Linked DNA regions of Mus musculus: regions 2, 3, 4, 5 and 6 are each linked to region 1. A link is a contact called in public HiChIP or PLAC-seq and promoter capture Hi-C data. All regions are on one chromosome and are shown on one strand. The core of a region is the stretch at or near the end of the contact, and the rest is flanking DNA. Distances in the headings are between cores, read along the strand shown. Region 1 holds the start of Rptor (regulatory associated protein of MTOR, complex 1). Region 2 overlaps Baiap2 (brain-specific angiogenesis inhibitor 1-associated protein 2). Region 3 holds the start of Baiap2 (brain-specific angiogenesis inhibitor 1-associated protein 2). Region 4 holds the start of Gaa (glucosidase, alpha, acid). Region 5 holds the start of Card14 (caspase recruitment domain family, member 14). Region 6 overlaps Rptor (regulatory associated protein of MTOR, complex 1).

The links. Promoter capture Hi-C pulls out the DNA fragments that hold promoters and counts their contacts. HiChIP or PLAC-seq counts read pairs in DNA pulled down with a chosen protein or histone mark.
Region 2: a contact with region 1 is called in a FOXA1 HiChIP or PLAC-seq map of pancreatic cancer cells. The contact joins the enhancer-like site here to the promoter of Rptor in region 1. A contact is called at or near these places in 1 of 39 promoter capture datasets (the HPC-7 cell line), 1 of 484 Hi-C or Micro-C datasets (cerebellum), 3 of 115 datasets of contacts at active chromatin or transcription factors (bone marrow-derived macrophages and pancreatic cancer cells) and 4 of 9 other capture datasets (adipose tissue, embryonic stem cells, liver and 1 more).
Region 3: a contact with region 1 is called in an H3K4me3 HiChIP or PLAC-seq map of embryonic stem cells, with 13 read pairs. The contact joins the promoter of Baiap2 here to the promoter of Rptor in region 1. A contact is called at or near these places in 6 of 39 promoter capture datasets (the SN4741 cell line, cranial neural crest, embryonic stem cells and 3 more), 1 of 484 Hi-C or Micro-C datasets (embryonic stem cells), 5 of 115 datasets of contacts at active chromatin or transcription factors (astrocytes, bone marrow-derived macrophages, embryonic basal ganglia and 2 more) and 3 of 9 other capture datasets (adipose tissue, liver and macrophages).
Region 4: a contact with region 1 is called in a promoter capture Hi-C map of the HPC-7 cell line. The contact joins the promoter of Gaa here to the promoter of Rptor in region 1. A contact is called at or near these places in 2 of 39 promoter capture datasets (the HPC-7 cell line and erythroid cells), 1 of 484 Hi-C or Micro-C datasets (embryonic stem cells), 2 of 115 datasets of contacts at active chromatin or transcription factors (embryonic stem cells and pancreatic cancer cells) and 3 of 9 other capture datasets (adipose tissue, liver and pancreatic islet).
Region 5: a contact with region 1 is called in a promoter capture Hi-C map of hippocampal neurons, with 2.8 times the contacts expected there. The contact joins the promoter of Card14 here to the promoter of Rptor in region 1. A contact is called at or near these places in 5 of 39 promoter capture datasets (the HPC-7 cell line, hippocampal neurons, liver and 2 more), 3 of 484 Hi-C or Micro-C datasets (CD4 T cells, cortical neurons and erythroblasts), 4 of 115 datasets of contacts at active chromatin or transcription factors (the SCID.adh cell line, astrocytes, embryonic limb bud and 1 more) and 2 of 9 other capture datasets (liver and pancreatic islet).
Region 6: a contact with region 1 is called in an H3K4me3 HiChIP or PLAC-seq map of bone marrow-derived macrophages, with 4 times the contacts expected there. The contact joins the enhancer-like site here to the promoter of Rptor in region 1. A contact is called at or near these places in 18 of 39 promoter capture datasets (the 3T3-L1 cell line, the C10 cell line, the HPC-7 cell line and 11 more), 3 of 484 Hi-C or Micro-C datasets (CD4 T cells, bone marrow-derived macrophages and cortical neurons), 20 of 115 datasets of contacts at active chromatin or transcription factors (the 230-238 cell line, the NIH/3T3 cell line, T-cell acute lymphoblastic leukemia and 11 more) and 4 of 9 other capture datasets (adipose tissue, embryonic stem cells, liver and 1 more).

What each region holds. Positions count from the first base shown.
Region 1 is chr11:119,600,967-119,605,808 of GRCm38.p6, forward strand. It overlaps Rptor (regulatory associated protein of MTOR, complex 1), which reads left to right and starts at 1,939. Exons shown (of 34, transcript NM_028898.3): 1 at 1,939-3,005. The coding sequence starts at 2,844.
Region 2 is chr11:119,977,725-119,982,566 of GRCm38.p6, forward strand. Baiap2 (brain-specific angiogenesis inhibitor 1-associated protein 2) reads left to right here. Exons shown (of 14, transcript NM_130862.4): 4 at 3,065-3,126; 5 at 3,669-3,740; 6 at 4,265-4,402. Among named protein-coding and RNA genes, the nearest start is that of Mir3065, 35 kb to the right of the region's middle. Within about 2 kb of position 2,042, at least 44 of the 459 cell types and tissues checked have an H3K27ac peak or open chromatin away from gene starts, as enhancers often do. A contact at or near this core is called in adipose tissue and pancreatic cancer cells, where this site is marked.
Region 3 is chr11:119,941,108-119,945,949 of GRCm38.p6, forward strand. Baiap2 (brain-specific angiogenesis inhibitor 1-associated protein 2) reads left to right here and starts at 1,985. Exons shown (of 14, transcript NM_130862.4): 1 at 1,985-2,141. The coding sequence starts at 2,088. It overlaps Gm11767 (a long non-coding RNA gene), which reads right to left and starts at 1,987. Exons shown (of 5, transcript XR_001780400.2): 1 at 1,475-1,987.
Region 4 is chr11:119,265,031-119,269,872 of GRCm38.p6, forward strand. Gaa (glucosidase, alpha, acid) reads left to right here and starts at 2,933. Exons shown (of 20, transcript NM_008064.4): 1 at 2,933-3,192. Ccdc40 (coiled-coil domain containing 40) reads left to right here. Exons shown (of 21, transcript NM_001364767.1): 21 at 1-208.
Region 5 is chr11:119,305,684-119,310,525 of GRCm38.p6, forward strand. Card14 (caspase recruitment domain family, member 14) reads left to right here and starts at 2,085. Exons shown (of 23, transcript NM_130886.4): 1 at 2,085-2,254.
Region 6 is chr11:119,861,666-119,866,507 of GRCm38.p6, forward strand. Rptor (regulatory associated protein of MTOR, complex 1) reads left to right here. Exons shown (of 34, transcript NM_028898.3): 21 at 3,887-4,005. Among named protein-coding and RNA genes, the nearest start is that of Rptoros, 30 kb to the left of the region's middle. Within about 2 kb of position 1,841, at least 167 of the 459 cell types and tissues checked have an H3K27ac peak or open chromatin away from gene starts, as enhancers often do. A contact at or near this core is called in the 230-238 cell line, the NIH/3T3 cell line, adipose tissue and 6 more, where this site is marked.

The DNA.
Region 1 (4,842 bases), core at 689-3,188:
AGCCCCTGCTGGTAGTGGTGGGGAGGGGCTGGTGGTAATGGGGACACTCGATTTTGGTGCACTGCTCTGAGACTAGGAGGATAATGGGCTCTGTGTGATACTGTAACCTCAGGAATTCTTGGGGGGTGATAACTAAACAGCAGGAAACACTTCCCACATGCTTGTGAGAGGGATCTGAGATTGCAGCCTGGACTCTCAGATGCTAGCAGGGTTGTGTTAGGGACTGTCACATTGTGTCCAACCCTGGATCTACTCTGAGGAACACATCTGCAGATTAACCCAGGCTTTAGTGGTAAGGCCTACAGTTAGTAGACTACATTGGAGTTGTGGGACCTGTTAGCATTCTGTCTAAATTCCACCCCACACTTACCTGGCAACAATCAGGTAGGCCTGACCCACTATAAAAGGGGCTGTTTATCCCTTTCATCCCTCTCTTACTCTTGCTTTTGATCTCTTGCTTCTCTCCTGCTCTTGCTCTCTCCTACCCCTCTCCCTTCCCTTCCCTCTCTCTCCATGTGCTCAAGGCCATGGCTCACCTCTACTTCTCTACTCTATCCTTCTCTCTCCCTTTCTCTGCCTCTACTACCCTCTTAACTCCCCTCCCCATGCCCTGAATAAACTCTACTCTATACATGTGGCTGGTCTCTCAGGGGGAAGGAATGCCTCAGCATGGGTCTACGGAGGAACCCCCTTTCCCCATTCCTCCCCCTCCCCCCATAGAACATATTTTTTCTGTCTTTATCTTTTTATAAACATACCAGGATCAGTCAGAGCTCACTCTCAGTGGTGGCTTGCAATGCCTTCACATCTTGTTTGTTTGTTTTTCAAGGCAGGATTTCTCTCTGTAGCTCTGGTTGTTCTGGAACTACTAGCTCTGTAGACCAGGCTGACCTCCAACTAACAGAGATCCTCCTGCCTCTGCCTCCAGAGTGCTGGGATTAAATACCAGGCCCAGCTTTCAACCCTTCTCTTAAAGTGGATTTTTTTTTTTTTTTAAAGAAAGGGTCTTATTTTGTAGCTTAGGCTGGCCTGGGCATCTTTACAAGCTAAATTTTTATCCTTTTAGTAATATTCTTTAATATTATCCAAACTTTATGGTTCAGGAACCTAAGACTGAGAAAATGCAGCTTGAAATTAGTAACATTGACTAACAGAGGCTCCCCTAACACCAAAGCTGAAGGTGGGCTCAGTTGTTGACTGAACTCTAGCTAAAGGTTAAGAGTGTTTCACTAACCGGGGCGGTGGTGGCCAGCCTGGTCTACAAAGTGAGTTCCAGGACAGTCAGGGCTATACAGAGAAACCCTGACTTGAAAAACCAAAAAAAAAAAAAAAAAAAAAAAAAACAAAAAAAAACCAAAAAACAAAAAAACAAAAAACCAAAAACCAAAAAAAACCAAAAAGTGTCTCACTCGCACCCTGGTTACGAAAGGCTGGCACCTCGTTACATTTACTTTATATTTCCATTGCACCAAAGCAGTTCTCAGAGTGTGTCAATATCTGAGATTTACTGAACTGAACCAGAGAAGTCAACAGCAGGGAGGCTTGCTTCTGTGGGCAGCTTTAGACGTTTGCACATGAAACTGTAGCAAAATAAGAATATACTGTTCAGGAAATAAAGTATATCAGACAAAAAATTCGTAATCGATGAAATCGGTCTCTTTTAAAAGTGGAAATATCAAAAGAAAGTCCCGATAGTCTTATGTGTCTAATATCAATGGTCTTTTCTGAGGCTTTTTAAAAATACCACCTTTTAAAATCATGACGAAACCAAGTGGTTTCTTTCTTTAATATCAAGGCACGAAGCTTTGTTTGTAGTAGCAAAAAGCTTTTAAAAATAACTGAACGGACATAGTTTCAATCGCAAATGGTCTATTTTACTAGTGGAGATCAACTAAGGAGAAAAGACGTGGTAACCTCGGTAACGGCGTGGGGGAAGGGAGGACGGAACACCGAGCTCTACGCCCTAGCAGGGGTAGAGCGGTGAGAACGCTCGAAGAGGTTTGGCTTATTGGACGCGCCGTAGATAGCGGTGCATGCTGGGCCTTGGCAATATGGCGTCCTCCTTGATGTGCTGATGAGAGGAGTTTTCACTGTGGCTCCAGAGCAGAGGGCAAAACTCCCCTGACCTAATAAGCCCAGTGTCCCTGTGCTGTCCGCGGGCCCGTGTCGCGTGTGTATCGGGACTCGTTCCTGGGTAGGAGAGAGCCACGAAGCAGAAGGCCAGCACGGGCCTGGCCGCGCGGCCCGGTGGCTGAGGAGCCCGGCTGCGGACGGGCACGATGGGCCGGTCCTGGCTCAGGTTGCAGCCCCTCAGGCGAGTGCGGGACCCGCAGGGCTGAGAGCCGCTGGGCGAGCCCCGAAGCCCCCCGATCCCGATCCCTTGAGGCCTCAGCCGGGCCAGCACAGTCGGAGAAGCCGCCCTGCGAGCGGGCCGGCCTGCCCGCCGGGAGCCACTGAGGCGTTGGAGGCCGAGAGCCGGGTCATCGCCGGGCCTGAAGTCTCTCCCGCCTCCGCCAGTCCCGCTTGCCGCCCTCCTGACGGCCTGCAGAGCTGCGGGGGCCGGCGACCGGGCGCGCGTGTCGCCGCTCGTCCGGGTCCTGCGGGCTTGGGTACCCACGGGCTCGCCACCCACCCCGCCCCCTCCAACTTCGCGCTCAGAGTTCGAGATAAAGATCTCCGAGGTTTAGCCTCAATAAGGATCTTCGAACGCTCTGCCGCCGTCTCTATTCCCAGCTTCCCGTTTTCCCGTATTTTATTTTACCAGTTCTGGTCCACACTAGTTTTTAAGGCTGGAGGTTCTCGAGCGCCTGCTGCCAAGGACTCCCCCTCCCCCTCCTCCCCTGATGGAGTCGGAGATGCTGCAGTCGCCTCTTATGGGACTCGGGGAGGAAGATGAGGCGGACCTTACAGATTGGAACTTGCCTTTGGCTTTTATGAAGAAAAGACATTGTGAGAAAATCGAAGGCTCCAAATCTTTAGCGCAGAGCTGGAGAATGAAGGATCGGGTGAGTGGCTTCTCATGGCACCTTTTTGAGTTCGTAGTTTTCCAACTAAGAAAGTTCTGAGCAAGGACAGCCTTTTTAGAAGGATGCGGGTATTTCGAAGACACATGTTGCACTAAAATCCAAAAAGCTATTCCAGACTCGGGTTTTGGCTAGTCTCTTCTCACCGAGTAGCGTTAAAAACGAGTTTTAATTCAGAGGGGGGAAAAACACCAAATTAGGAACTATAGTTTCACAGATACTTATATGCCCTTTACTACACTTAGTAGCACTTAGAGAAAAGACAACTTGGGAAATAATAGTTAACGTGCTTAGTCTATTTTTGTAGTCTGCTTTTTTTCAAATAACCAGGTTGCCTGAAGTTCAGATGTCTGATAAAGTGTGTTGGAAAACAAGATGACTTGAAATGTTTAGCCAATAACAAATTCAGGCAAAGTTATTTTAAGGTTGCAGCAGGTTTCATCCCAGTCCTTTGAACATCTTGTCTGTGAGGCTGACTCCCTGTGTATGTGACTTGTGGTCACTGTAACCTGGAGATAAAATTTCCTCAGTGGAAATTAGGGAGCATGGGGTATGATGGATTGGAACCTGGGTTCAGTTTTTTGGCCGTTCTTCTGATCGTGGAGTGTCATGAGATGTTGGTAGCAAAGAAAACAGCCAGCTGTAGTGCTGTTAGTTCCTGGTCTAACAAAAGGGGAGTACTGTGTCTTGTCTGTGCACACCCATATTGTGTGTATGTGTGTTTACTGTCTCTTGTCTGTGTATACCCATAGTGTGTGTATGTGTGTTTAGTTGTTTTCTCCTCCTGGGCTTCTTTCATTTGTGTGAACTTTTCAGTATAAAAGAGGAAATTGGTGTTATAATGTGTCATTTGTTTATACTTGGTATGTTTTTACTTGAGATGATTGTTTTAAAAAGGTGTATGTTGATGAACCCTCAACATAGTTCTAGCAATGACCAGTGTTTCAGTTGTTGATTTGGCTAAATTTTATCAAAAAATTGATAAATTTTTTTGTTTTTTGATTTTTTTTTTTTTTTTTTGAGACAGGATATCTCTGTGTAACATCTCTGCCTGTCCCGAAACTCTGTAGACCAGGCTGGCCTTGAACTCAAGAGATCTGCCTGCCTCATCCTGCTGAGTGCTAAGATTAAAGTTGTGAAAATTTTTTTTGAGACAAGGTTTTATGTAGTGCAGTCCAGCTTGGTGTATAGTCAAAAGCATTTTATGCTGGGCAAGGTAAATCACTCTTGTAATCCCAACACTCTGGATCTTGAAGCAGGAGGATCACAGGTCAAGGTCAGCCCTACTACAACGTGCAAACCCTGTCTTAAACAAGGATAAAAGCAATCTAAGTTAAACTGATGGCTGAGAGAGACTGCATAAAGTCTGTTTTATGGACATGTCTAGTACTAATGAAATAAAAATAAATTTGATTGCAGTGTTTATCTAAAAATAAATTTGTTTTAGAGCAACTCTACTCCCCCCCCCCCCCATTCGATTTGGTGGAGTTCTTATTTTAAACGTTTTTTTCTCTCCTGTTCTTTTGAATGTGGTTTCTTTTGCTACCTAAACCTGTACTCAAACTGTTCAAATCACATTAATGGATATCTTTTGAACTTTTAGTTTAATACTTTTCTAGAGTCAGGGTTTTATGTAGTGCAGGCCAGCTTGGCGTGTAGTCAGAATGACCCTGAACTCATGCATCCACTTCCCAGGTGCTAGGATTATAGGTGTGCACCATGGAATTTACTCTTTTTTTTTTTAAGATTTTATTTTTTTTTTATACATATGACAAGTACACTGTAGCTTCTTCAGAGACACCAGACGAGGGCATCAGAT
Region 2 (4,842 bases), core at 792-3,291, 380 kb after region 1:
TAGCCTTCTGAGAGTTGGTTGTATGGCATTGTCCTCAGAAAGGAAGAGTGGATGTACTACAAAGCTGAGAGAGTAGTGCAGTGCTGCCAAGGACTCCAGTGGGTTCCCCTGCCCAGGCCAGAGTTTGAGCCCACTGTGGTCACCTGCTTTCCACTTGGGTAAAATTATAGTCCGTTCCCAGGTGTCTATGGGGCATTGAGAGCCAGAAGGTGGATCCAAGACCCTCTGAGTCATGGGAGTGTGGTCAAACAAAGCCCAGCGAGCTTCCTTGGGTACCTCCTTGTCACGGAGCAGCGGGTTTCCATCCTATAGGATTTACAGATGCAGAAAGCCAAGAGAGTTTCCCCAGGTACATTCATCCTTGTCATAAGGGCTGTGGGTTTCCATCCTACAGGACTTACAGTTGCAGAAAAGCACAGAGGATCCTGGGATCTGCCACTCACTCACATGGCTGTCCTGACTTGCGTGCTAGTGGCTTCTGGCCTGAGTGTAGAAAACTCTCATCTGTGACTTTGGGTTTCCTTTGAGCCCTGTTCTGAGCATGAGCGACACTGTCCTAATAGCTTGCTGAAAGTCAGCATGGCTGTGCGTGTGTGTCAGTGGTAACCAAGGCCTTTGCTCATGGGGACTGTGCCTGTGCCTGTGCCTGTGGCCTTCCTCTTTACACTGGCCTCACCCTCTTGTCTCTGCCTCTCAACCAGCAATAAGAGACCAGGCTCCTTCACATTAATTGCTGCCTCAGTCCCTTCAAGCACATTAGAGTCCAGATCTAGAGTGTGCTACAAATGGGACTTCCATCCTTTTCAGAGGGACCTGGCAAACCTTAGAGGCTACTTGCCCTGTCTCTCTGTGTGTAGGTTGTCACTGACTTTGTGATCACAGCTTCCTGTTGGCCATATGACAGCCCTGTCATCTCTAGGAGTTCAGTCTCTGGGGGGACTATTGTACCCCTGTGTTATAGGAGTGTGGTGTTAGGCCTGTGGTCATAGATTCTTGGGACAGGGTGGTAGGCAGATAGCTGTGCTGAGGTTTTTAGCCCTGGCAGCCACAGGTACATGTATCCAGGTAAATTAGATGGTCTATACAAAGTTCCAGGCAGCTGTTGAGTTTGCCCTTTGCCCACAGAGGATGAACTGCAGGGAGGTGGTGGGCAAGCAGAGTGGGGCTGGTAGGGTAAGTCTGACCATGGGCCACTGACCACCCTGCTGACTTAGAGAGTTCTTTTCTGCTGACTGGGGCCAGTTGGCTGGCATAGCCTTGCAAGCCGTGTTCGCCGCTGTAGGCAACCTGTACTGTGCTCAGGGTCCCTGTGATCATTGATATTAAAACAACTTTTGGGACTAAGAGAGTTCCCAAGAATCTGACCTCCATGCGTCCTAGATGAACTCCCAGAGGGAAGCTGAGGTCCTAGAGGAAAGTTGTCAGAGGATTCCTTTTGGTTTCTAGCTGGTGATAGTGGGTGCCAGAAGGAGGGCTCCTTGGGAGAAAAGGCCTGCATCTGAAAGGGTTCCAGCTTCAGACACAGGCATAGGCTCTCCTCGTTTATGTCCACAGCACTAGCCAGTATCTGGGACTCCTCAAAGGGAGTTAACAGATAGTTGCCAACCAAGTAAGTAGAGCGAGACTGCTGGGTTTCTCCACATACGAGAAAATGAGGGCGTTTATTTTACAGATGAGGCGGGCCTGTGGCAGAGAGGGCGGGCGGGCGGGCTTACTGTCTTAGGTGCCTTTGTACCTGACCCATTACATGCCCCCCTGTGACAACTAAGCATGAGACCCTGAGCGTGACTCGAGGTCTCAGGGCCCTGGAAAAAGAAGAGGAACTAGGGTCTCAGGCTCAGTTGACAACAGGAGGGCACACTGTGGGTCAAGAACACAGCAAAGTAGCTAACCAAGACCCTTCGGCCTCATCTCTAGGCATGGAGTGGGAGGTAGGTGCTGGGATCTACTGATGAGTCACTGTTGGACTGAAAAAAAGTGTGCCTGGCCCTTGGTCCTCGGGGCTGTTTCTTTTGCCTCTCTCTCTCTCTGTTGTATACTTGTCAGAAGCTGGGGATGGGTGTGTGTCAGCTTAGTGATGACTTTGCAGACGGCTGGAGGCTCAGCTCAGCCCAACATTAGAAAAAAACCGGACATTAGTCTAGCCTGGAGTGTGTGCCAGAGGCAAGTGGGAATGAGCTAGGTGATACCCAGGCTGAAAAAGCCAAGATGGCGTTGACTGCTGAGCTGCTGAGCCTCTGTTGTCTTAGCTTCTCTTCATAGGTAGGCCGGGCACAGCAGGGCCCCTGAAGTGCTCATGTGCTGAAAAGTGTTTATGGGGCCAGATCCACGCCCACACCACGCCCATGAGCAGTGCTCTGTGGCCACTGAAGCTGGTCCAAAGCATCAGTCCCCCTTCCTGCCAGCCATTCTGGGCCCACCAGCCCCGCTGATCCCAGAGTCACTGGAGCACCACTGGTACAAAGGGCACACTCTGCCAAAGCGAGTGGCTCTGAGACTAGCTCCTCCTCCAGAGGCTGGAGCCAGATGAGGAGCCAAGCCCAGAGTGCCATTTAGCTCTTATTTCTTTTCTTATGAACTCTGGCAGAGAGGCCTTGGGTCAGAGACAGTAGTTAATTCCCTGTGTCCTATACTAGGAGGTGTTTCTGCTCTGGTGTGGGGCTCAGGAAGGACATCATTGGCTAGCTGGTGTCTGAGTGAGTGTGAGGTCTGTGTAGGTGTAGCTGGTGTCTGAGTGAGTGTGAGGTCTGTGTAGGTGCTCATTTGTTCTCAGAGCTGTGCCAAGGGAAGAGCCCATCTGCACAGGTTCTTCTATCACATGTCTATCACATGTCTGTCCTGAGCAATGTCTGTCCGGAGCATGTGCTTCATGCTGGACATTAGTGCTCCCACGGGACACCAGGCACTCTAACTCAGTCACAAATCGATCATCATTTTAGACTTTTCTGTTCCTCCTTCCCTTCCCATCTAGAGTCTAGAGTCACAGAATGTCTGTGGTGTCCAGTGTCTAGCCCTGGTGTAGGCACAGTGATTGGAAATCTCTAACCCACTTTCTTTCCTCCAGGGGACGTCCTCTTCCAGATGGCTGAGGTGCACCGGCAGATCCAGAACCAGTTGGAAGAGACGGTGAGTTTGGCTGTGGGACCTCTTCCATGGGTTCAAGGAGCAGACATAGTGAGCAGGGCATCAGGTGTCAGTGAAGAAGACTGGCTGTTTGCTACAGCTGTGTGTCCATTTGGGACTTCCATAGCCACAGTGATCTCCCAGGAAGATGACTTATGGTCTCGGGCCCTGTAAAAAGAAAGGGAGCCAGGATCTAATGCTCAGCTGACACAGGGACCTGTGATGGGTCAGTGGGAGGTGGCTCCATGGAAGAATCCCCTGTGCCTTGGTGATAGCCCTAGCCAGGTCCCAATCCTGATGGGTGGTAAAGTCAGATACTCACCTGGATTCTGCCCCAGCTCCTTTAGCCCTTGCCTGAATGACCCAGCAAAGGGAGGATGGAGGGAGGTAGGATGTCAAGACCTTGACAGACTTGATTATTTAACACTTTTGTCCAGTCCTCACCCTTAGGAGCCTCCTGGTACCAATGTCCAGGTTGGCTCTGCTCCCATCTCGTGCACCATGCCTTAGAGCTGCCTAACTGTCTGTTTCCTCCCTGTGTCCAGCTGAAGTCTTTTCACAATGAGCTGCTCACGCAGCTGGAGCAGAAAGTAGAACTGGACTCCAGGTATCTAAGTGTAAGTACAGCCTATGCCATACCTGCTGGGCCACCGTTGCCAAGCCTGCCCCTGCCTCTGCCTGGAGATCTGTCTCGTAGGCCTGAAGGATTATTTTCCCCTCTGGGCTTCCATGCTAGTGGCCTAGAGAAGAACCCATTGCATCTGATGTTCCATGTGCCTCTCAGCCACTTGCCATATAGCTGATGACTTGGCTTTTTCTGTAAAACCCACATGAGTCCCCTGTTCATGCCTTACTATCCTTGCCTGTTAGCCAAAGCTACTGTAGTATTCACCACATGAGTTTATAGCTTTGTGCCTACTGTTAGGGGCAAGGAATGAAGCCAGGCTGCTTCCCAAGTCTAATTTTGTTCTTAGAGATTGGGGTTCTGTCAGAGGAAGACAATGAGGTCTGCAGCTGTGACCTCCTGCCTCAGTCTGGCCATCTGGAGCCTGCTGTGCTGGAGAGTGGGGAGGACTGGGGAGGGAGCATCAAGCTTCCTGTGAGGCTCATGGGCCCCTGTGGTTGTATCCTGGGTCTCCAGGCTGCACTGAAGAAATACCAAACGGAACAGAGGAGCAAAGGGGACGCCCTGGACAAGTGTCAGGCTGAGCTGAAGAAGCTCCGCAAGAAGAGCCAAGGGAGTAAGAACCCTCAGAAGTACTCAGACAAGGAGCTGCAGGTAGGTCTGCTCCTGACTGCACACAGGAGCTTAAAGTCCAACTGTGACCTCATGCCCTCTCTTAGTAAGGAAAAGCCTCCCCATCTACCTGTGTGCTTACCATGTGTCTGTCAAAGGAGGGGGAGAGCTTCCAGGTGTGGCGTGGCAGGGCAGGACTGGATTTCGGAATGAGTCCCCATGTCCTTGAGTAGAGGGCTGCTTAGCTCACTCAGCAAAGATGCTGGAATGGTGTTTGGCTACTGACAAGAGGCTCAGACTAAGTCTTCCCTCTGGATTCCTGCCCAGAGCCAGACCCCAGACTGCTATTCTAATCAGCCTGTGATTACCTACCCCAGGCTGGCCAGTCACAGTCACCTACAGCAGATGGCTCAGGAGGCTTCTGAGCACTACAGCGCTGCATGCTGATCAAGTTAGGGTATTGTGGCCAGACTGACACTTAT
Region 3 (4,842 bases), core at 735-3,234, 340 kb after region 1:
CAACCTGACCTCTGACCATTGGTGCCCCCTACTATTAAAGGAGCTGCTTCCAGGGTCAGAAAGGCTTCCGTGCTGAAGTCTGAACTCGGGCTATGGTCAGCCCCAATAAAGAGCTGGAGGGAACACAACTCCTCTCTCCTGTCCCCTTCCAACCCCAGCAAGTCCTGTCAGGACGGCCATTGTCACAGAGCTCTGAGCTGCAGGCAGGTTTGAGACACTGTCCTGACACCCTCTTCCCACTGTGGGTTTCTGCTGCAGCTGGCCAGCCTCCTGCCTGGGACATGGACAGACCTGAGTCTGCCACCCATGTAGCACAGAAATGGGGTGACTATGGGTAGGCAGGCCCAGGAAAGAGTCTTGGGATGTTGTGGAAGGGGGAGTGGTCCAAGCCATGGGAACTTTTCTTGGGGGAGCTTCTCTGCCCTTTTTCAGACAGACCCCAAGTGTTTGCTGCCAGCCTCCACCTCTAGTTCTCCTCCATGGCCTTGGCCTGGGGCAAGCATGGAGGAGTTGCTTCTACCCCAGTGCACAGCTCCTTGTTGGCTTTCTGATCAGTGAGGGGATCAGTGTGTGCTTGAGTAGGCACCATACCATGCTGGTCTAAATGGACTAGAAAGTGAGATGAAGGGGCAGCTGTAACCAACCAGTCGCAGTGAACAGTAATTGACAAGTCCTTATTTGACAGCCAGTTAGTTTAAGCTGGCTTTCTGTCACAAGAAGAACCCAAGAAAAGACAGATACACAGAGATGTACACAGAGATGTACATAGACGACAAGGAAACAGAGGACAGTGGGCTGAATTCCTTCTCCTTACACATGTAGCAAAGTGAATAGGGGCCGTCTGAGTCCCCTGCTGAGGCTTGACAGCCGCGCCTTGGATTTGTGTCCTCTGGGTTGTTGGAGTGGTGTAACCAGCTGTCCAGGAAATGGATGCTGGAGTGTTATGTTTAATTAAAAGGAAACATTCAGCTCTGGTGTTTTACAATGTAAAGCAAATAATTCCTCTCTGTTCGTCTAATTGATGTAAATATTTCTTCAAAGGGAACCGCGTTGGAACCCCGTGTGCCAACCTGGTCAGTTTTCTCAGCCAAGCCTTACCCTTCCTTAAACCATCAGCTACTGGGCAATTCCAAGCTGTGCTGAGAGGCTCCTCCCCCGGAGCTATCCACCCAACTCCCGCCCCCGCCCCAATTCCCTTCCGAACCACCCCATGGAACTCGCTCCACGTCTCCCTCGCTCCTCTCTTGGGTCCTCTTCCCGGAATTCTAGACCCAACTGTCGGCCGCCACCCTCCGTTCAGCACCAGTCCACCACAAGCACCCGCCCCAGGGCCCACCCTGTCCCGATCCTGCCTCCAGGGCTCAGGGTTCTCCCGCTAGAGTTCAGCACCTTCCTCCGTCTCCACCTACTCCGGCTCCGGGTTTCCTCCCTTCCGGAAGACCGTCCAGGGTCGACGCACGCCTCGCCGACTCACCTGCAATAGCGCGGGAGCCACCGGCCCCTGTCGCGCACTCCTGAGGGACCCTTGAGGGCCTGCAGCTCGGATCGCTGCCTCCCGAGTGCCGCCTCCACGCGCGCTCGCGCCGGTGCCACCCGCACCGCCCACACCCCGCGCTAGCTCTTCCTGCGCCACCCCGCCCCCGCTTTCCGCCCCCAGCCCGGCTGTCGCTCCGACCCCCTCAGGCAGCTCCAGGGCCTCAGCGCGCCGCGCCTCCGCCTCCCAGCGGCCGACCAATTGCCGCTCGGAGCCGGCCTCCGAGTCCCTCCTCTAGCTCCGCCCTTCGCCCCCGCCTCCGAAATCTACCAATAGAAAAGACGGCGCAGGAGCGGGCCTGGCGGTTGCCTAGCAGCGGCTAGGCTGGGCGGGGGCGGACAGCCGGGGGCGGTGATCCGGGCGCGGCGGGGGCGGGGCCCGGAGGCGGGGTTTTTGTGGGGTGGGGCCTTCAGCGGCTATAAAAGCAGCGGCCGCCGGGCGCCGCGCTCTGTGGTCCTGGTCTGCGCGCCTTTTCCTGTTGCTGCAGTTGTCGCTTTCCTCACCGCCACCCGTGCCCCTGCTCTGGTCTGTGGTGTAGCCGGGACCCAGGACCATGTCGCTTTCACGCTCGGAGGAGATGCACCGGCTCACGGAAAATGTCTACAAGGTGAGTTTCCAGCGCGGCTCCGAGTCGCCCCTAGGTCTTCAGGCCCGAGCAGGGCACCGGCTCCCGGACTGCGGGTGTGGTGGACCGATCTTCCGTTGGTCACAGGTGGCCGCGCCCGCCCAGGGTCCTTACGCCCGCCGCGGCCCGCGCCGTCCCCGAGCACGAGTGGACGCCCCCACCCCGACGGCGCCGCTCAGCCCCCGCGCGCTCCCTCAGTACGCCTGTCTGTCCTGGCGTCCGGAGGGACCGAGATGTTCAGGGCCTGGGCTGCTCTGCGATCTGGCCTGGTCCGCTGCATCCCAGAGTGAGGGGAACAAGGAGCGGGGGCGGCGTGGAGGTTGCAGGCTGCTGCGGGCGGTCGCCCTGCGCTTGCTTGGCGCGGTGGCACCGTGGGGCTCTTCTAGGTGCTGTTATGCCAGCCTCTGGGCACTTTCTCTTCAACAGGCTTTCCCTTTCCACAACTCCTTTACGAGTGTTAATGGACGTGGCCCAAAGTGGGAGGTCGAGCTCGGACAGGTTGGATGGGTGGACAGATAATCCATCATCTTATGTAACCGCAGAGGGAGAAGACTAATTGTGTAGGAGGCTGACGCGCCTGCTTTTGCTTCTGATATGTGTTAAGAGTCTCGCATTCACATACTAATCTGTGAAATGACAGTTTCTCATGGAAGAACTGCAGAGCCTTGTGCAAGCCCCCTGGTGTCATGTTATGTCCATGCTTTGGGTACAGATGGACGGGCCATTTCCTATTTCTTCACCATGGGTTCTCACAGCCCTGGCCCCTTACCCTCAACAGCACAGCCTGGGGCTCCCTGATGGCATCAGGTCCGCTGCAGTTCTCAGTGACATTTTTTTTTTCAAGAGAGAAATTCCTGCCCTGCCCTGTGCATGGCAGTCCTCTTTACAAAGCTGTGCTTTATTTCAAAACTGTCTTAAGGGTGAGTGAAAGGCTTTCCACCAGCCACTAGGTTTTCACATGGAGTTGCTGGTTCATGGCTAAATGGGATTGTGCTCTGCTCGAGAGCAACAGTTTCTGATTGTATGAACCAACCATGGTTGTGCCTTTCTAGGCAATGGCCTGTGAAACCCTCATAGCTGTGCTTGCTCTGTTGCCTACAGCAGATGGAAGCCTCCAGGGTGGCTGCTTAGGTTTCAGCTGGAGTCCCGGGGGCAGATTATACTTTAATTCATCATTTAATAAAGGCTTTAGAGTTGTAGTTACATGGGTCTGGAGGAACCTTGAAGGTGGGTGTAGGGGCTGAAGGAGCTCTAAAACCATGTTCAAGCTGCCGGCAAACAAGATTGAGAACAGCCTTTTGTTCTTTATGTTTAGTATCTGTAGACTCCATGGTATATGTTCCCCTCTTGTTGGTCTGCGGAAGCACATGCTGTCGGGAGAGGGAGGTTTATTAAATTATTAGTCATTAGTTCCATTACAGTTTGCTTTGTACTGCAGGGGAATGGGAAAAGAAATACTGGTCACAGTCTGGTTTTCTTGCTTCTTTACTGAAATCGTTAAAGAGGAACTTCCATGGTGAGAATCACGCAGGGTATGAGGAGTAGCTTTGCTTTGGAGAGTCCCATGGTTCTCCTTAGTAAAACTCATGCCCGGGCAGTCAGCCTGCACGTAACGGCTTCAGGCTTCACTCACATGCTGCTGTAATTCATCTGGATGTCCAGTCAGAGCTGTTGCAGTGGCAGAGAATCTGGATCCAGAAGATCTGGATCATGGCACTGATTGAGGGCTAGCAGGCTGGGAGCTTAGAATGGAATTACTGTGGGTTTGGTGGGGCAGTGGTTGGTGAACCTTCCATGTGAACATGAGGTGATGAGATCTTTTGAGTTTTTGAGGTGTTGGACACAGGTCGGGTGTAGATGTCTGAAGGGCTTTCTTGCAGTGTAGGCAGGTGGCTCTTGTATCCACTGAGGCCTAGTCATTGACTCCTGTGCTCTGTTCTCGTTTTGTATTTTGTCACTGATGTGTATGATGTATGGTGGTGCTAGTACAGGTTGGGCAGCTTTGGCATGTGGGCTAGGGAGATATCCAGCCCACACAGAGGCACAGTCAGAGAAGAGCCAAAGTCACACGTGTGCAGTTTCAGGCCGGTCCAGCCAGTCTGCCATGCTGTCTTCTCTGGGACATGGAGTAACTGACTCTCTACTAGGGGCTCCTCCTATGCTGGTTGGTGCTTGCAGATATGCTGGCAGTACCTCCTGAGAAGGCCGGGACGTGGCTCTGCTCAGTGTCACCCGCCATGCAGGCTCCGCTGTTTGCTTTGGCCCTTGCATCACTTCAGCTGCAGTTCTGAGTGGTGTTTGCCTTGGCAAAGAAGGATGCTTGTCCTTGGCCCTCCTGATTAAGAATTCAAGAATACAATGTACAGTTTTGATTTTCCTCCTGGAAGAATGCAGACTTTGACCTCTTTCCTGGTGGCTCGGTTCCCTTGGGAGCTGTGTCCTCGGGGAATTTCATGGAAGATGAAGGGAAGGAAAACAGGGCAGCCTCGTGACGTTCACCAGGAGCTCATCCATAGGCCTTTGGGCCCTTCAGAGAAGGGGAGCTTCAGGCAAGGAAGACCCCTTCCTCGTGCACAGACAACAGAGAGTAGAGGCCGGCTAGTGTTCACCCTAGGTAGCACCTGGGTTGGGCATAGATTACTGGAGGCAGGGTCTACTGCCACAGGTGAAAGAGCGTGGTCTT
Region 4 (4,842 bases), core at 1,683-4,182, 330 kb before region 1:
AAGGATAGCAAATGCCTATGGAGCAGAAACTACTTCAGAAAAGGGACACCTGTCTCTCATCCACCGACCTCTGACCTCTCTTCTTCACCTCTGCCTCCCCTACCCTGGGGTTTCTGGGCACCAGTTACCTTTTTCCTTGTGTAGATGAGAAACGGATTATTTCAGTTTTAAACTTGAACAGCAGAAAAAATAAAGTTTACAAAAGCTGTTTCTGGTCAGAAGAGTTAAGACACATTTACCTTAAAATTTATATCTATCAGGGCGTGGTGGCGCACGCCTTTAATCCCAGCACTGGGGAGGCAGAGGCAGGCGGATTTCTGAGTTCGAGGCCAGCCTGGTCTACAAAGTGAGTTCCAGGACAGCCAGGGCTACACAGAGAAACCCTGTCTCGGGAAAAAAAAAAAAAAAAGATTTATATCTAAAAGCCGGGCAGTGGTGGTGGGAGCCTTTATTCCCAGCACTTGGGAGACAGAGGCAGGCAGATTTCTGAGTTCCAGCCTGGTCTACAGAGTGAGTTCCAGGACAGCCAGGGATACACAGAGAAACCCTGTCTCGAAAAAACAAACAAACAAACAAAAAGATTGATATCTTTTTCTTTTTTTTTTTTCTTTTTTGTTTTTTTGTTTTTTTGAGACAGGGTTTCTCTGTGTAGCCCTGGCTGTCCTGGAACTCACTTTGTAGTCCAGGCTGGCCTCGAACTCAGAAATCTGCCTGCCTTTGCCTCCCCAGTGCTGGGATTAAAGGTGTGTGCCACCACTGCCCAGCAAAAGGTTGATATCTAAAAACAGCCAAGCAGCTGGGGAGACCCCAGCCCCACCCACCCTATTCATCCCTCCACAAACACACACACACACACACACACACACACACACCCTGCTCCAACACAAGAGCTCCACTCACCCGCCTACCCCGCCCTGGACACACCCACCGAAACGTGGCCTTCTCCAGTACTTGCTGTTTAGAAATGAAAGCTAGCCTGGAGAGATGGCTCAGTGGTTAAGGGCACTGATTGCTCTTCCAGGTTCCCTGAGTTCAATTCCCAGCAATCACATGGTGGCTCACAACCATCTGTAATGGAATCTGGTGCCCTCTTCTGACGTGCAGGAAGAACACTGTTCATAGTAAATAAATTTTTTTAAAAAAAGAAAGGAGCGACGGAGGGAGGGAGGGGGGGAGGGAGGATGGAAGGAAGGAAGGAAGGAAGGAAGGAAGGAAGGAAGGAAGGAAGGAAGAAAGGAAGGAAGGAAGGAAGGTGAAAGCAGCAGCTGTTTCAGTAGTGCACCTGTAAGCTCTGGCTGGGCTTGTTTTAGAGTTTTCTGATCGTCTGACAGCCCTAGGGAACTAGGCTCAGCCGCCTGTCTCCAGTACCAATTAAAGAGACAACAGTGAACAGCAGAGAAAGGGGGTTTAGTTGGTGTGGCCACTTTGGGAGGTAAAACAGATGGGAATGGAACAAATTGGGGGCGGGGGTGTGTCCTGGTGTGAGCTCTAACTCTGAATAGGGCAGAAGAGCTGTGTAGCCAAGCATGCTTGGTCACGGGACGCTCCTGTCTGTTAGGAGACCTCTGCAGAGCAGGGGTTTCCCTGTCGGACCCCAGAATAGGCACAAGCCACCAGGAACAAAGGTGAAGAACAGCAGCAAATGACTCGGCAGGTGTAAGGGGGGATGGGCGGGCCCAAGACAGGGTCTCTGTGTACCGTTGGCTATCCTGGAACTCACTCTGTATGTACACCAGGCTGTCCTGAAAATCAGAGCTCCACTTGCTTCTGCCTCACAGTGCTGGGATCAAAGGCGTGTGCTGCCATTGTTGGCTGCTGGTGTCATTTTTAAGAAGAGAGAAGGGGCCGGGCGTGGTGGCGCACGCCTTTAATCCCAGCACCCGGGAGGCAGAGGCAGGCGGATTTCTGAGTTCGAGGCCAGCCTGGTCTACACAGAGAAACCCTGTCTCAAAAAACCACACAAAAAAAAAAAAAAAAAAAAAAGAAGAGAGAAGGGGAGGCCTGTGTTAGGATGGGCTAGCATGCGGTGGTAAGGTTTGGTTTGGTGTATTAATTACATGAACCAAAGGGGGCTTCGGATTGCTGGACTTCAATACTTTAACAGCTGGCCCCTGGCAGTCAGCCTTAGGCGGAGGAAGTGGCCAAATAAGGGAAGAGACCTTGATGGCTAGCTTTAGGAATGTAATCTAATGTTTGTTTGTTTTGTTTTGTTTTGTTTTTCTTTAGCAAGGCAGAGGGAATGGGCACAAGGGAAAGATTGCCAGAGCCAAGCTCAGCACATTCAAGCTGGCCAGAGTCCATCCACCTTCCCTCGCTGGCCAGTCCTCTTGGCTCTCATTATCCTGCCTGCACACACTGTGCTCCGACAAGCTGCCAGAGCTGAGGACACCGTCTTCTCAGGCCTTTCTCCTCTCCCAGCATGGGATGGGGAGGGGGGCGTTGAATTTCTTGGTGTACATTGTTTCAAAAGTTTGACAGCCAGAGGCACAAATGCCCCTCCACCCCCCAGTGGTCCCAGCAGTACAGGAGAGTCAGGGCCTTGCACATGGTAGGCCAGTGCTCTACCCCTATCTACATCCGGCCTGCCAACTTTGGTTTTTGAAACAGAGTTTCACCAGGTGTCGTATGCTGGCCTCAAATTGTCAATCTTTCTTGCTGCTGCTTCCCGAGTGCTGGGATCACATGCCTGCACTACTACCCCGGGCTTCTGGCTCAATGTATGACCTGCATCATACTTATATCAAATGCCCCGGATCATTTACTGTTTCACCATCGTAGGTTTTCTGTGCGATCACGTGTTTGACTCTGACTCCAGGTCTGGGCTGGTTTAATCTACTGGAGCTTTTGCAACGCGATGACGTCCTATGGCTGCCATTCCAACACCTGCGCTCACTGTCGCCCTCAGCCACTAGGGGGCGCAGCGATAACACTCACACGGACTCCGCCGCCTACGCAGGAGGTCGTGTGACGAGGTCCGCGCGGACGAGCCCCGCCCACAGACCACGTGACCCACGCTGCCCGCTGAGCCTGGGGGTCTTCGGCCTGGAGGGTGATTGCGCAGGTGAGCTGGGCGAGCTGGTGAAGGCTGTCTCCGGCCCCAGAGCCTCCGGAGGAGCGGCCTCCTCCAGGCAGGCAGGGCCGACTGTCAGCGAGTTCCTGCTTTGGAGAATCGAGCAGAGACACGCGGCATAGGTGAGACCCCCGACCCAGGCAGCCACGGACGGTGACCTTAGTAAGACAGCAGGCTCCGGTAAAGTCCGGGATTCTAGTTCGTGCCCGCAGTACCAGGCGGGCAAAGCTCTGTGTGTATGTGACGCAGGGGGAAACTGAGGCACAGAGAAACCGAGAACCTTCACTTTGACCTCCCGTGTCTGACAGGTTGGATTTGGACACGCCTGTGCCTGGTGACGCAGCGATCCAGCTGCTTTCCAGAAAGCAAGCTTGAGGTCACCAGGTCAGCCGTGGCCTCTGAGTTCAGTTCCTTCCCATGTTTTTTTCTCTAAATTGTGGCTGAGAGAACGGGCCTCAGCTGCCTGCTCCCAGTTTCTGGGACTTTGTTCTAATGCGTGTGTTTCTGAGTTGCGCCCTGCGGCCTCCTTGGAGGGTCCTGGAAAATGCAGATTCCCACCCTGCCCCGCAGAATTTGAGCCTGCGAGTGTCCTTAGATGCTGAATCATGGTCAGTGTCACTTACGTCTGGAAGGGCCAGGTGGAGCTGGGCCTTACTCGGCAGTAAAGACAAAATGGGTCTCTGGTCTTCGAGCCAGATCCACACACTGGATCTTTCTGTGGCTCATTATGGTGGCTCATTATGGCCGCTGGGCACCTGAAAGACCAAGGCGTGATTGGAGGGTAGGAAACTGCAGCCTACGCAAGCACTCCAACTCCCTCAAGATGCTGGAGAATCACTCACCATGGTAACGGATTTCAGTCATGCCTACGTAACCGAAGGCCCACAGAACTGAACAGAGCTGGCTGTGGTCTCCAATGCCAGAAAGCCCAGCGTGTAGGAGATGGTGGCAGGGACCCAAGCCATCCCTGGCTTCATAGCAAGTTAAGGCAAGCCTGGGCTACTGCAGACCCTGTCTCAACATGGCAGCCACGTGGGTTCAGAGACCATCCCAGTTGATCAACACATTTGAGTGTTGGGAGCCTGGGAGCCACTCCCAACCGTTCTCCACCCATTTCTTCATTCTGGCTGTTCTTGAGTTACAGCTTTCAAAACCAACCAACCAGTAAATATAAGTGAAGTGCTTTTCTGAGTTCTGTGAGATAGTCTAGTGAATTGCCAAACTTGGTGCATGGTGTAGGGGTCCTCGGAACCACCATGGTCTATAGGCAGTCCATCAGAGAGGTATGGCGGCAACCTGGGGCTTACTGGCATCTAGGCGTGGCAGAGCCCCAGCCGGGTCATAGTTAACAACCCCCTCCTGGACTGGAAAACTGGGGAGCCACTAGCCGGAGAAAGTCACAGGAATTGTGGGTAAACACTGCCAACCAGAAGCACCCTGACTCACCAATGGCCACAGTTGGTCCCCAAGTGCTAATCAGTATTCACAGCTGCCTCTTCTGCAGCCGGGCCATCTCCTGAGTGTGTCTGGTGACCCTGAGAACCGTCCTCTGTGCTGAGCCCCACCACATGGAGAAGTCACCCCAGCCTTCTACCCAAGCCCCATTTCCAGAAGGCCCACACTCCTGCAGCTAGTGAACCCTGTGGCCCAGTCCTGGGCTCTTCACTCCCAACTTCCTCCCCTTGGGGTAGGACTTGGGTGTGGTGGCTCTTCCACCTTCCCACTCACCCTTTTCTCTTACACAGAAGGCCCTGCGATAAAGTCCTGGCTCC
Region 5 (4,842 bases), core at 835-3,334, 300 kb before region 1:
GCAGTTCTTTGCCTTTCCTAGGTTTATATAAAGCTTTCTATTTCTGAGCCTTAGTGAGGAGAGCCTTCTTACATGAGGCAGGGGCATGTGGAGATGTGAGAAGCCTGAAGCCAGGGGGGCTCCACCTGCCCAGGAGGTGGTGAGGTTCTTGCTCTGTTTGACTCTGTGGTCCTGGCAAAGTGGCTGTGGCTTTTCCTCATCAGGGGGACTAGCCTGAGACCTGGGAGACTAGCCTGAGACCTGAAGAGCAGATGAAAATCCCTAAGGTCCTCCCACCCAGGCAGGAAGAACATCCTTCCACCCTGATCAGCATCTATCAGCCTGACATAGTTTTATCCATTCACTCAGGCAATATTCATGTGTGGGGCCGTGGGTGTAGGGGGAGAGAGGGGAGGGAGAGAGCCTTTCCACGCAGCCCCGGGTGGGCATCTGGTTGTGTGAAGCCACTGACCTCACACCTGAGGGGGTGGATAAGGGGCAGCCCCCAGTACCAGGTTCTCGCTGGATGCGGCGGAGGAGCTGAGAACAGAATAGGGGCCCCGGGGCAGCACTAGGCCCTGGAGATATAGGAAGAGGGGGCAGGGGGAAAGAGGAGGGGTGCTGGGTGGTTCCCACACAGGCCAAGTCCTTAGTCTGGGTCTTGATGAGCAGAGACAGTCTATGGTTTTAGAGCTTTATTGTAGAAAGGCAGGGGAAAAGAGAGGAGATATAAAGAGAGAGAGACCAGCCGTGGCCAAGAGGAGAGAAGGGGAAAAGGAGAGAGAGAGAGAGAGAGAGAGAGAGAGAGAGAGAGAGAGAGTTAGAGAGTAAGAAAGGTGAAGGCTTAGAGAGAGGTAAAAGCTTGGAGAAAGAGAGCTTAGAAAACGAGGAGGGGCCAAGCAGCCCCTCTTATAGTGGGCTGTTATCTTGCTGTTGCTAGGTAACTGTGAGGAGTCTAGCCTGAAGGTCAGAAGCTTGGGACATTGTCTACATGACTGAAAGCCATGAGCCTCTCCTGTGGGGGCTGTGGGGGCAGTAACTTCGACAGGAGCCAGGGGTCTAGGAGACATGAGAGAACTCCTTCCATTCCATGTAGGCGAAAATTACCACCACCGGGTTTCACCAAGGTTCATGGCCTCAGCTCGACTGGAGACCAGGCCGTCTGTGCATATTCCATTGCCCCACATTCATGCAACTGTCCTAGGGGTGGGGCTGAACAGAGAACAAGAAAGACGAGAACTGTCATGTGCCATGGGGGAGAAAAAAATAAAAACAGACCACAAAATAGATCTGGGCAGACAAGTGAAACAGGCCAAGGGGGAGGGAGGGCCCAGACGAGAAGCCTGCAGTTTAAAATAGAAAGGCCTGGAAGGGCCTTTTTTATGGGAAGCTGGACCTGGAGTGGTGTCAGAAGGAGGTGAGGGAAGTTCCTGGCAGCGGGAACAGCAGGTGCAAAGGCTGGTGTAGGAGTAAGCCCGGAGCCTCAGACTTGGAAGGAGGCCTGCATGCCTAAAGGAGGTGAGAGGTGTGGGCGCTCAGCAGGTACCCCATAAGCACTGCAGACTGGGCACTGCACTCTTGGGTGCCCGCACACCAGAGGGAGTGCTTGGGTCACTGCCTGCTGTGTTGAGTGCTGGCAGTGGGAGGGGTCAAAGAGCCACTGTGCAGAAGAGGAGGACCACGGATGTAGATGTAAGGATCCCAGCCAGTAAAGCAATTAGATTCCAGAAAGAGTCCCTTTTGGCACAGCCCAAGTCCCCTTATGACATGCTGACCTTTAATGGGCCTGCTGGAATCATTATGCAATTCCTGTAATTGGTTATGGGAACGAGGAAGGCCCCGAAGTCATCTCAACCCTCCTAGGTTCTTTCCAAGAGTAGAGGCAAATGAACTGGGCTGACAGCTCAGGAAGGAGGGACGGTTCTCCTGGCTGCCACCACACCCTCTATCACAGCCCTCAGTGGGGAGACCAGATACCTGGCATCTCCCAACAGGTGGTGGCAACTCTCACATCAGCCAATCAGACCCAAGAGGAGGGAATGTGCTGGCCCTTCCCTTTGCACTTAAGCCTTGTATATAAGGCCCTGCTCCTGTGGGAAGATCCCAGATGACTGTGCCATCAAACCTGCTCCTCACTTGCTGTACAGCCCAGCCCAGCCTAAGACTGAGCCTCCGACCATCACTGCTACAGGACAGGAAGGCAAATGCAGAGTCTGTCCCACCAGAACCAGTCAGCATGCCAGAGGGACTGTGGACAGGTCAGGACAATGGACAGGTCAGGACAGGGTCCCAGCTGTTCTGAGGCAAAGAGGGGCTGCGGCCATCTCCCTCATTGAGAGGAGATGGCGCCTGGGAAATGAAGGGAACGGTTTGTCTCGCTGTGCTTGATTAAAGCGCAGGAACATTCTCGAGCTGCTGCACCCATCCCCCCACAGAGCCAGAGGGGCTGACGGGTGGAAGGAATGCTGGGATTTATGGTCACACCTTCGGGTTACTGAGGTTGAGTGGAGGGGAAAGCAGGTGTCTGGAGGCAGTGGACGGATTCTCACTGATATTTCTGGGACCAAGGGACTGGATTTTAGCAGAAGAATACAAAGGGGACCGTCCTCCCCTCTTGGCTGGGTGGCCCTCGGCTTAGCTGCTACATATGTCAGCCACGTGTTCTAACCTTCCGTCCAGGCTGTGTGTGTGTGTGTGTGTGTGTGTGTGCTCATGTGTAAGAGAGTGTGTATACGTGTGGGTGAGAGTGCGTGAGTGTGTATATGTGTGTGTGTATAAGATAGAGAGAGGAGAAACAGTGTATGATCATGTGTAAGAGACTGTGTATATGTGTGTGTATGTGTATAAAAGAGAGTGTGTGTGCTCATATGTAAGAGTGTGTATATGTGTACATGAGAGTGTGTGTGTTCATATGTAAGAGTGTGTATATGTGTACATGAGAGTGTGTGTGTATAAGAGAGAGAATGTGTGTGTATGAGAGAGGGAGAGGGAGAGGGAGAGGGAGAGGGAGAGGGAGAGGGAGAGGGAGAAGGAGAGGGAGAGGGAGAGGGAGAGGGAGAGGGAGAGGGAGAGAAGAGAGGTTTCTTCCTATCAGACAAAGCAAGAGGCTGAGCCTTGGGTTCTGAGAAGGCTGACTGACGGGAAGGTCTCCTAAGAGGAGGACCGTGCATGCAGGAAGGCTACTCTAGTGTTGGGCAGGGTGAGAAGATTCTAGAGAGCTAAGGCTACCCCGAGGGTGCCAGATCTGAGGCAAATTTTCTTTCTCATTTGGACTCACCCCTATCTCTAACCTTATAAGTTCCCTCCTACCAGCCCCACTTTCTGTTTGTTTTCTGAGACCAAGTCTTGCTCTGCTGCCCAGGATTAAGGTCGTGGGTGCTTCCCAACCAGCTGGGACCACACCCAGCTCATCCACTGTGTGTGTGTGAGTGTGTGTATATGTGTGTATGTGTGTGAGTATGTGTGTGTGAGTGTGTGTGAGAGTGTGTGTGTGTGTGAGAGTGTGTGTGAGTGTGTGTGTGAGTGTGTGTGAGTATTGTGTGAGAGTGTGTGTGAGAGTGTGTGTGAGTGTGTGTGAGTGTGTGTGAGTGTGGGACCACACCCAGCTCATCCACTCTGTGTGTGTGAGTGTGTGTGTGTGTGTGAGTGTGTGTGTGTATGTGTGAGACCACACCCAGCTCATCCACTGTGTGTATGTGTGAGTGTGTGTGTTTGTGAGTGTGTGTGTGTGAGAGTGAGTGTGTGTGTGTGAGTGTGAGACCACACCCAGCTCATCCACTCTGTGTGTATGTGTGTGTGATACCCAGCTCATCCACTGTGTGTGTGTGTGTAAGTGTGTGTGTTTGTGAGTATGTGTGTAAGAGTGAGTGTGAGACCACACCCAGCTCATCCATTCTCTCTGTGTGTGTGTGAGATACCCAGCTCATCCACTGTGTGTGTGTGTGTGTGTGTGTGTGTGTGTGTGTGTGTGTACCCCAGGGCTCACACACACACTCAGTGAGTGCTCTCCTACTGAACTGCACCCCAGTCCCAAGCAATGTTCTCCTGATTTGGGTTTTTGTTGTATTTTGTTTTCAATTTTGTGAGAGTCTCATGTAACCCAGATTAGCCTCAAACTTGATATGCAGTCCAGGTTGGCCTAGAACTCCCATTCTTCCAGTTTCCACCTCCTAAGTGCTGGGTTGCAGCCACGTGCCCCTACCTGGCAAACTCTACCTAGCTCGCCAGCTGTATGAATTGTCACGTGCTGATCAATAGCGGGCCACCCAGAGTGGCCTTTGAGGTGCAGCCGGGCTGAATCCACTTACACCCTCATCCTCAGCTGTGTTTGGGTCTCCAGAGGAAGAACTAGGGTTTGGAAAGTCCTGACTCTCCAGTTCACCTCACCAGCAGCCAGGTCAGCTCAAAGGTTGTGCCTACCAGGGAAGAGGGGGTGGGGGCTGTCACATTAGTTGATGCTCCCAAAGCCACTGTGGTCACTGGGACCAAGTCCTGGAAGGCTCCAGAAACCCTCACAGACCTCAGAACCCCTTTCTCCAGCCATGGACCTCAGGACCTCCTGAAGGCTCAGGCGTCTGGAGCACATGAGTTTCGGCTGCAGGCTAGAGTATGGCTGTTGGCATCTGCTGGCGTCCTGAGACCTGATGTAGTGATTTATGGGTAAATAACATAAGTGTGACTTGCTACAAATAAATTAAAGTCCAATGAGCCCTTCTTTGGGGTCATTTGGTGGCAATTCAGTCACGGAGCTGTTGATCCTGCCAGGGTAATGTCACGATTCAGGGATGGCTACAATGTCTGCCTCTGCAGTTCAGGTGGGGCCAGACTCTGAGTTTGTTTAAGTGGCTGTCTCTGGAGGGACCT
Region 6 (4,842 bases), core at 591-3,090, 260 kb after region 1:
TCACCCTCACCCTCACCCTCACCCTCACCCTCACCCTCACCCTCACCCTCACCCTCACCCCCACCCCCACCCCCACCCCCACCCCCACCCCCACCCTCACCCTCACCCTCACCCTCACCCTCACCCCCACCCCCACCCCCACCCCCACCCCCACCCCCACCCCCACCCCCACCCTCACCCTCTGTGCCAGCCCAGAGCCCTGATCCTGTGTTCGTTCCTGCGGGAGCCAGCAACCCCAGAGCCTAAGCCTGGGAGACTGGAGTGGGTCAGGGCTGAAACCCCAAGCTCCTGCCTCACTCAGACAGGGGCAGGATGACTCCAGGGAGAAGACATTGGCCAAGAGCCCCTGTGAGGACTGCTCAGTCAGCATTAAGGTGACAGACAGCCATTAGCCACCTCTGTTCTTCCCTATTTTCCTCTTGTTGAGGAGTCAGGAAGCACGGCGAGCCTTTTCATCCCGGCATAGTAGTGACCTGGTGAGGCCCTGAGTGTGCACCAAGGGGCAGAGGCTACACATGTGTCTGCCCTAACTGAGAGAAATCCAGCAGGGACTTGCTGGAGAGAGTTAATGCTAGGAATGTAGCTCAGTGGGGGAGTGCTCACCTATCACACACAGTCCCTGCTGTGGTGACCAAAGCTTAGTGGGTCATACGAGGATGCTGAGGGTCAACTACAAAGACCATGCAGATGTTCCAGGGTCACTGGAGATAGGAGGCCAGAGCAGTGGGTCAGTATAACACCCCCCAAAGGTTCTATACATTAGGCCGACAGCTTAGACTCAGAAGGGAAGGTATAACTAGATTTACTCTGAAGCACCATGACAGGCGCACAAGGAAGAACAAATACAATGGCCACATACACACGCAGCCACCACCACCCACCACCGCCAGCCACTGCCACCACTCCCCCAGCCCTGGGACCTGTGTTTCTAAAGACTGGCAGAAGTCTTGGCCATTTCCAGATCATCAGAGGACCTGACCTCACTCTGCCAGCTCTTCAAGCCCTAGATGAGGACTCGCAGCCTCGTGTCTATACAGTCCTTTCCCAATAAGGCTCTGAGGTTCAGAAACAGCTGCAGAGCTCTGAGAGACTGCACTTCACCACATGCTATTCAGAAAGCTGTGGCCACTGCTCTGAAAATCAATCCTAGAACATCACGGTCTTTTATTACTTCTAGTCTAGACATGAAAATAGATCCTTAGCCCTTCTAGAGCTTAGCAAGTAGCAAGTTGCCGGCCAGGCCCAGTTCCTGCCTCTGCTTTGAGGCAGAACCCAGTGTCCTTACCTCAGTCCCATGGGCCCTGATCCGTGTGTGAGGGTGGCAGGTTGTATTTTGGAGATGTTAAGACAGGGCAGTTGATTTGGCAAGGAGCCAGGGAGAATCACTCCTGGCAAATCAGGGCTGATGTGAAATCAAGAGGTAATTTGTAACCACAGCTTCCCTTTCCACTAAAACAACTGTGCCTCCCATCCCAGTCAGAGGGTGGTAAAGCTTAGAGTTGTGTTCTCTGCTACGGTGTCACACAGAGCTCAACATCCACAGTCAGCCCAGTCATTGAAATAGGCTTTAAACTACACAGTAATATTTACAAGTGTCTCCCTTTCTCCATGTCCTGCACATTGTTAGACTTTTCTGGCAGTGTTCTGTGGGGTTCCTGATTCTAAAGGACTCCCCAGAGTTCTTTATTCTGTATCTGCCACCCCAGCCCATGAGGCCACAGGGGCTTTAGGACTCCACCTGTGACTACCTACTCTGTTCAGTGTCTGCTGAGTTTGGTCAGTAAGCTGAGGGAGGGAGGGAGGGCCTGAGCCCTCATTAGTCACGCACCAGCCCCTCCCCAGTCTGTGACGTCAGTCCGTCCGACATCTGAGTAACACGGTTCACCAGAAGCTTCGAGATAGATCCCTTACAGCTTGGTGCCACGTGGCAACTGAGCTTTGCAGGAAGCAGCGTGTCACTCCCCAGGAGGATGCCTGAGAGTACCAGAGGTAGCTGTGTGAGCACTTGCTGTCGCTTAGAGAGGCGCTGCCAACTCCATCTGAGTGGCCAGTTCCCTGTCTCTCAGGGGAAACTGAAAGCAGAACATGTGGCCCTGTCTCTAGAGTACACTGGAAGCCACCTCCTTCTCCTCTCCTCAGCTGCTGCTTAGCAACTCCATACCTCAGAGCTGGAAATCGGATCTGAGGACATTTCACCCAGAGAGATTCTAAGCTGATTGTACTAGTTTTCTTAGACTTTACTTGTAAATCTAGCCCAGTGTTTGGAACTGTAGAGTTTTAAGTTGAAATGTCAGTCCTCTACTTCTGAGTTGTAGCCACATGAGAGAGCACGGAGTGAGAAGGCTGCTTTCTTTGGATTTTCCTGCCACTGTGCAACCCAAGCTACATTCCTCCACCACATCCAGGCTTATCACAGGCCTAGGTCTCCTGGCACATGTGCCTTCCTACTTACTGCTTCCTGGGCTCACTGGAGGCTTAGAACTACTGACATCGAGTCTTTGCAGTCCTGTGTTGTCGCCTTATAGAGATGCCTGTCTCAGCTGGACACATGGCGTAATGGTTAGGAGCTCTCAGTGCTCTTGCGGGAGATGTGGGTTCCGTTCTCAGCACCTCTGATGCATAACTCCAGGTCCAGGGATCCTCCTTTGACTTCACTCGGTTCTTACATGCACATGGTGCTCATACAGACCTTCACACACACACACCACACATACCACACACACACCATACATACCACACACACACACCACATACACACACACCATTTTTTTAAATTAAATAATTATTTTTTAAATTCCTGTCTTAAGACTTAGCCCCTCAGTGACAGGCAGAAATGCCTTACTCAGCTCAAAAGAGAAGCTCTGTATTCAGGAGCTGAGGTGCAGCCCACTTGACCTCGGCACCCTCTTAGTGAGTGGGTATACATAGCTGCCATGGCTCAGGCTTTGCCCTACACAGCCCAGGATTAATGGAAGGGAAGTTGGATTCACTTCCCATCTATAGATGAGCACGCAAGTCAGCAGTCATTAGAGAGTGGACAAGCAGAGCTCAACAAGTAACAAAGTACATGTAGAGAGGGCAGTGGCCACAGCTGTGCATCCCACATAAACTGTACATCTGGCCATGCTGTCATCTAGGAACCTAGAACGAGGGAGGAGATATGCGTGGGAAACTAGGTGGTATTCTCTAAACAACAAAGTTATCCGAGTGCAGACCATTTTTTAGCCATTTTCCTTTAGAAAGCCCTGTCATCAAAAGATGAGACCTGCCTGCCAGGCATGGTGGTGTACCCAGCACATGGAAGACAGAGGCAGGTGGATTTCTGTAATTCAAAGGTAGCCTAATGTATATAGTGAGTCCCAGCTAGCCTTGATATACAATGAGGTCTGTTTCAAAAAAGGGATGGGGGGAATGAGACCTGTATGATAAAGCTTGTTTACTAAGAGAATTCTTTTTAACTTTGTGTGTGTCTGTGTATATGTGTCAGTGTGTGTTAGTGTGTATGTGTGTGTTTGTGTACATGTGTTAGTATGCGTCAGTGAGTGAGAGAGAGAGAGAGAGAGAGAGTGTGTGTGTGTGTGTGTGTGTGTGTGTGTGTGTGTGTGTGTGTGTGTGAATGCAGGTGTGCTATGCATGTGGTAGTAAGAGGGAATCAGTCCTCCCTTTCATGGTGTGGGTTCTGGGATTTGAGTTCAGTCGTCAGGCTCAATGGCAAGAGACTTCACTTGCTGAGCACTGGGAAGCTGCCTGCAGCCCCAGCTCTAAAGTCCTCCTTCCTGTCAGCATGGGGTGCTCAGAAAATAAACTACCTCAAAAGCCACCATCACATGCACAGGGATGGAGCTACTTGCTACTAAAAGATCTCCTGTTTGTTTCTCTCTTGTAGGAGTTTCTTTTAATAGTGTTTACACTCAAATTTGGAGAGTCTTACTGCATCTGGCTGCTGATCCCTATCCAGATGTTTCTGATTTAGCCATGAAAGTCCTCAACAGCATTGCTTACAAGGTATGTATATGAGAGATCGTCACTGAAGTGCTCACAGTTTTGCTTCTGTGTGAATATTCAAATAAGGAGCTCCAGGGATATCCAGGCCTACACAACAACAGCTTAAAAAATAAACAACTTTAAGCAAGCGTTTTGAACTCAAAGCTTCGTAAGTACATCCGAACTTCACTTGCATTGCAGCTTCAGTCGTAAAGGTGTGATCTGTAGTGATTTCCCCTCCTCCACTCTGGGCTTTGTGCTTGTCGATTTCTCTGTTATTTTCGCTCCCAGTTGACTTGTTCTTTCACTTGTTTCTGTCCTGAGCTTTTTTATTCTTCTAATTCTCATTTCTTTCTTTTTTTTTTTTTTTTAAGCCACACTGCCTCTTTTTTTTTTTTTTTTTTTAAAGATTTATTTATTACTTATTATATGTAAGTACACTGTAGCTGTCTTCAGATACACCAGAAGAGGGCATCAGATCTCATTACGGGTGGTTGTGAGCCACCATGTGGTTGCTGGGATTTGAACTTCAGACCTTCGGAAGAGCAGTCGGGTGCTCTTACCCACTGAGCCATCTCACCAGCCCTCTTTCTTTTTTTTTTTTAAGATTTATTTATTACTTATTATATGTAAGTACACTGTAGCTGTCTTCAGACACTTCAGAAGAGGGAGTCAGATCTCGTTACGGATGGTTGTGAGCCATCTCACCAGCCCCTAATTCTCATTTCTTAAAGCATACTCTTCTTTGGGGATTAGCACCTCCTCCCATTCCTTTTTATGAGAATTTAGCCTAATCCCAAGACTGAAGAGTGTCAGGCAGAAGTTCAAGAGACTCCCCTGTACTCTACTCTGAAAATC